Linked DNA regions of Mus musculus: region 1 is linked to region 2. A link is a contact called in public HiChIP or PLAC-seq data. All regions are on one chromosome and are shown on one strand. The core of a region is the stretch at or near the end of the contact, and the rest is flanking DNA. Distances in the headings are between cores, read along the strand shown. Region 1 has its middle 23 kb from the start of Gm38930. Region 2 has its middle 45 kb from the start of Amn1.

What was found. HiChIP or PLAC-seq counts read pairs in DNA pulled down with a chosen protein or histone mark.
Region 1: a contact with region 2 is called in a RAD21 HiChIP or PLAC-seq map of pro-B cells, with 3 times the contacts expected there. The contact joins two enhancer-like sites. A contact is called at or near these places in 2 of 15 datasets of contacts at CTCF or cohesin (the NIH/3T3 cell line and pro-B cells), 4 of 484 Hi-C or Micro-C datasets (bone marrow-derived macrophages, liver and nephron progenitors) and 3 of 115 datasets of contacts at active chromatin or transcription factors (embryonic stem cells, extraembryonic endoderm stem cells and kidney).

What each region holds. Positions count from the first base shown.
Region 1 is chr6:149,373,868-149,376,680 of GRCm38.p6, forward strand. No RefSeq gene overlaps it. Among named protein-coding and RNA genes, the nearest start is that of Gm38930, 23 kb to the left of the region's middle. Within about 2 kb of position 1,509, at least 115 of the 459 cell types and tissues checked have an H3K27ac peak or open chromatin away from gene starts, as enhancers often do. A contact at or near this core is called in bone marrow-derived macrophages and pro-B cells, where this site is marked.
Region 2 is chr6:149,232,769-149,235,468 of GRCm38.p6, forward strand. No RefSeq gene overlaps it. Among named protein-coding and RNA genes, the nearest start is that of Amn1, 45 kb to the left of the region's middle. Within about 2 kb of position 1,388, at least 23 of the 459 cell types and tissues checked have an H3K27ac peak or open chromatin away from gene starts, as enhancers often do. A contact at or near this core is called in bone marrow-derived macrophages and pro-B cells, where this site is marked.

The DNA of each region.
Region 1 (2,813 bases), core at 259-2,758, 140 kb after region 2:
TGGGGTGGTCAGCAACACCAGGGATTGTTTGCTTCTGAGTGTTCAGCACAGTCTCTTAACATACACCCAATCTCCACCTTGGAACTCTTGTGGAACCTCTGGGGTACCTGCATCATACAGGGCACTAAGTTTAGGCCACAGTTCCAGATGGCTGATCTGGGAAGCTTGCAATCAAACCATAAGATCCTTGTCAGCCTGAAAAGTCACTCTGGTGGGGATCAAGAGCCAGGGTCAAGGGAGTGGGTGTCCCATGCAGGATCTCAACAGGGGTCAGGTTAAAATGGTAGGGGGTGTTCAGGGCCAAGGGGAGGGGCACCAACCAGTCAAAGCCAGTCTCCAAGGTCAACTTAGCCAAGGTCTCTTGTAGGGGTTCTGTTTATTTTCTCTATCTGCTTTGAGCTCTGGGGACAGTACACACAATGGGGATTCCTATTAGTCCCCAATATCTCTGCCAATCCCTGACTTACCTTAAGAGACAAAAGCAGAACCATCGATTGTCCAATCTAATTACCTTGGGCACTCTGAACCTCTGGAAAATTTTCTTCTAATATCTTCTTAGCTACCACGGTAGCTGTTTCCTGCTTGGTGGGGAATGTTTCAACCCATCCAGGGAAAACTACACCTGATGGGTGTTCCCAGACTGGTATAGGTTTCTTTACAATGAGGGTCATCAGATCATACAATTGATGCATGATACATCTTTGTAATCTAGTCTTAAGACATGGCAGTTATGTAAATCTCAAGAAATGTAATTTCTTGGGTCTATTTTTATGACTAGTTACACATTACAATAAATAAGCTAAGCTACATGAGACTCCTTGCTAATTGCCAAACTACCAGTACAGAATGACCACAAATTCTTCACAAGAAATTTCCATAAAGCTTAGTTTCAATAGTCCCCAACAACTTATTATGTGTGTTAAGATGAACTAGAGGAGAAAATCCTGAAGGTTTTAAACAGTGATAAGCAAGCAAAAATATTAATTACTCTAATAGATTTGTATAGACTGTAAACCTACAGATTTTTAAAACCTTAGCTGTGTCATGTAATGTTTTCTTGGAAGTTGTCTTGTGAGAAGGTCATATGATGTTTTTCTGGAAGCTGTCTTGAGAAAGGTCATGTGATATTTTGCTGAAAACAGATACTTGAGAGGGTGGTGGGTGGTGGTGATATTCAGAAAGAATATAAGTAGAACCCTGAAGATAGTGAAAGGAAAAGCATCATGTACCCTCCCCCAAGACAGCGTCCAGAAAAACATCATGTGACACCACTGAGTTTTTTTTTTTTTTTAATGAAACCAGAAACTTTCACTTCAATTCTGTGCTTTGTAAATGTGTATAATTGTTTAAATTTTTCAGATAACAAAGATTGGGCCTGACAGGATCTTTTTACTTCTGCTTTCCATCGGCTCAGTATGTGGTTAGGAGTAGGGATCTACATGTCACTTCTTGCCTAGTGTTATGGTTGAAGTGACCTCTCAGTTGTGGGACACTGCTGCCATCAGGTGGTGATAGTCACTTAATGACTTCTGATGTGAAGAAACAAATCCTTTATCAGATTCCAGAGACTACCAGTCAGAGGTGTGCACAAAAAACATGAAGGCTCAGCATGGTGGCACACACCTTTAACCCCAGTGCTTAAGAGTTCAGAGGCAAGTAGATTTCTGAGTTCAAGGCCAGCCTGGTCTACATAGTGAGTTCCAGGACAGCCAGGACTACATAGTGAGACTCTGCCACAAACAAACAAAAAGAAAGAAAAAAATATGGAGAAGCAAAATACAATACCAGAATTTCTACTTCCTTTCATTTTTATAAAAAAAAGGTCAAGTAATTGTACTAATATTGAATATATCAGTTGTGTTCAGAATTCTTCATCCTGAATGAATTCTAAGTTTCCGCTCAGTATCACCTTCTCAGGGAAACGTTGAAGCCTCATGCTGTTATCAAGCTTAGAGGCCACAGCCTGTACCCCAAACCAGGTTCAGTTATCGGTCCTCAGTGGGCCAATTAAATGAGTCAAATTAATAGCGGAAGTCAGTAAGAGAAGATTTATTAAATATGGCCATATTGGAAAGATAGACGAGACTCTGTAATTCTATGTCTTAGGGTAACTATTGGTGTGCTAAAAACACAATGATCAAAGCAACTTGGAGAGGAAAGGGTTTATTTGACTTACGCTTCTATATAACTGTTCATCATTGAAGGAAGTCAGGACAAGAACTCAATCAGGGCAGGAACTTGGAGGCAGGAGCTGATGCAGCAGCCATGGAGTCATGCTGCTTACTGGTTTGCTTTCCCTAGCTTGCTCAGCCTGCTTTTTTTGGTTTGTTTGTTATAGAACTGGACCCTCCAACATTGTCTTAGTTAGGGTTTTACTGCTGTGAACAGACACCATGACCATGGCAAGTCTTATAAAAAGCAACATTTAATTGGAGCTGCTTACAGGTTCAGAGGTTCAGTCCATTATTATCATGGAGCATGGCAGCATCCAGGCAGGCATGGCACAGGCAGAGCTGAGAGTTCTATGTCTTCATCCAAAGGCTGCTAGTGGAAGACTGACTTCCAGGCAACTAGGGTGAAGATCTCATACCCACACCGAGAATGACACACCCATTCCAACCAGGTCACACCCATTCCAACAAGGCCACACCTCCAGATGGTGCCACTCCCTGGTCCAAGGATATACAAACCATCACAAACATCAATCACTAGTTAGGAAAATGTTCTACACACTTGCCAGAAACTTGAGCTTATGGAAGCATTTCCTCAGTTGAGGCTCCTTCCTCTCCCATGACTCTGCATTGTGTCAGGTT
Region 2 (2,700 bases), core at 138-2,637:
TTGAAAGGGTTGGTAAAATGCCATCAAGCTGAATGATTTGAGTTTTATCCTCAGGACCCATATGGTGGAAGGAAAGAACTGGCCTCCAGAGGTGGAGATGTAGCTTATGGTGGAATATTTGACTAACTTGTACAGAACCCTGGGTTGAGACCACAGCATGGCAAAACTGGTGTGGTGGTGCTTGCCTATATCTTCATGTAAGAGGAGTTCCAAGAAAGAATACTATCACTGGCCATTTGAATGGTTCAAGATGTGAGTCCTATTGGGCCTGGTAATATACATCTTTAATCCCAGCACTCAGGAGGCAGAAGCAGGTAGACCTCACACTGGATCCTTTACTTTCTCTGATTTGTAGAAAAAGTAACAAAACTGAGTACTAATTGTGCAGTAAAGGAGAGTTTATTTTTGGTCAATAACAGAAGAGGGAAATGGTCTCCTGAATCAGCTTCTTAACCCAGTGGAGCCCAAAAGGTTATAGACATATAAAAGAGATGAAACCAAGTGGCTGGAAAGAGTATGCATGGATCTTCTCCTTCTCCTTCTCCTTCTCCTTCTCCTTCTCCTTCTCCTTCTCCTTCTCCTTCTCCTTCTCCTTCTCCTTCTCCTTCTCCTTCTCCTTCTCCTTCTCCTTCTCCTTCTCCTTCTCCTCCTCCTCCTCCTCCTCCTCCTCCTCCTCCTCCTCCTCCTCCTCCTCTCCTCTCCTCCTCCTCCTCCTCTTTGTCTCCTCCTCCTTCTGTGAACACTAGGGGAATAAGAAGGTACTTTATGGGGACTCACGTACCCCTTCTTTTTATTTCTTTCCAGTTGCCATTATGGCTACTGTCAACTGTCACGGCACTGGTGCATCATTTCGCATGCACAAGTGATAGTGTGGTTAGAGTATCTAGCATCACCCTGGAAGACATTTTATAACTAACCAATTTTAACTGGCTTATTCTGAAGACCTTCTGAACTTCATATACCCAGTTCTCAGAGACAGCAGGATTATAGAAGAGTAGAAATTCAGCGGTGTATGTTTGAAGCCAGCCAGGGATACATAGAAGTATCAATCTCAAAACAAACAAGAGTAAAAAAAAAATGAACATTTCTGGTTGTTTATCTTTTTTACTTCTTTGTTTTGGATGCTCATCTTTTTACTCAAATAACCTCCCATTATTCTTTTAAGAAAACAATTTCTTCTTTTTTCTTCCTCAGCACTAAAAAATGAAAAATGTCAATTTGCAAAACTGGATGTCTTTTAGCAACAGTTCTAATCAGACCCTTGTGTTCAGGAAAGATAAAACCATGAGCTTAAAAACAAAACAAAACCCTTGCCTATTAAGGAAGTTGGCAAATTCTGACTCTTTTTTATTCCAACCCCACCCTTCCTTCCTGTCTCTTCTAAAATAACTTGATAACTCCCTCCTTCCTGTTCCTCCTTGATAACTCCTATCCTAAAAGTATCTGTTGACCAACTCCTTCCCCTCAAACGCTTTACAAAATTCACGAAGTAGGCTGGAGATGTACCTCAGTTGGTACAGTACTTGCTTAGTGCGTTCTACAGCTTGGTCACAGTGGTACATACCTTTAATCCCAACACTCATAAATCAGAGAAAGAGGATCTCAAGTTCCAGGCCTGCCAAGGATACAAAGTAGGACTGCCTAAAAACAGCAACAGTAAAGGAAATGATGGTGCATGCCTGCAATTGCAGCACCCACAGTCAGGAATTCAAGATCCTTCTCAGCTACTTGAAGAGTTCAAGGCCAGCATATCTGAGACTTCATCTCAGAAGTAAATACTGGGGACTGGTGAGATGGCTCAGTGGGTAGGAACAGTGACTGCTCTTCCAAAGGTCCTGAGTTCAAATCCCAGCAACCACATGGTGGCTCACAACCACCCGTAATGAGATCTGACGTCCTCTTCTGGTGTGTCAGAAGACAGCTACAATCAACTTATGTATAATAATAAATAAATCTTTGGACCAGAGTGAGTGGGGCTGATCGGAGCAGAGATCCTAAAAAATTCAATTCCCATCAACTACACGAAGGCTCACAACCTGTACAGCTACAGTGTACTCATATACATAAAATAAATAAATAAATTTTACAAAATAAAGAAAGAAATACTAGCAGCTAGAGAGATAGCTTGGTGGTTAAGAGAGAACCCATATTCAATTCCCAGCACCTACACAATGGCTACAGTGTCTGTAACTTCAGTCCCAGACGATCAGATGTCCTCTTCTCTATTCTGAGGACACCAGATATGCATGTGGTATACAGACACACTGAAAGAACCTAGTGGGGAAACCCCCATTCAATTCCTGATTCGGTGTGCACCCAAAGCATCACAAAAAGACTGTCTTGATGTAATTACACGAGGTAGTTTAATGGTGGAGCTCTGGGTCGAAACGTATCTCACGCAGGAGACAGTGGATTCGACCACGAGGCTTGAAAGCTAGGGGTTTTTATAGAAAAGGGTCTGGGGCTGGGGGAGGAATTGGGGCGGTTTCACATGATTGGTTCATTTAAACATCAGCAGACTGTACATGCAGATCGAGGTAACAGCAGAGCATCTAGTTAACATTAAACTTAAGGGTGGGAGATAGGGAGACACTGGGCCAGTCTGGACATTCTTGTATGTCTTCCCTATCTTTATGGCTAGTTGGTTCCTGGGATGACTTTACAGCCTTTGTTCTTTGCTCTAAGCCCAAAAAGCCCTCC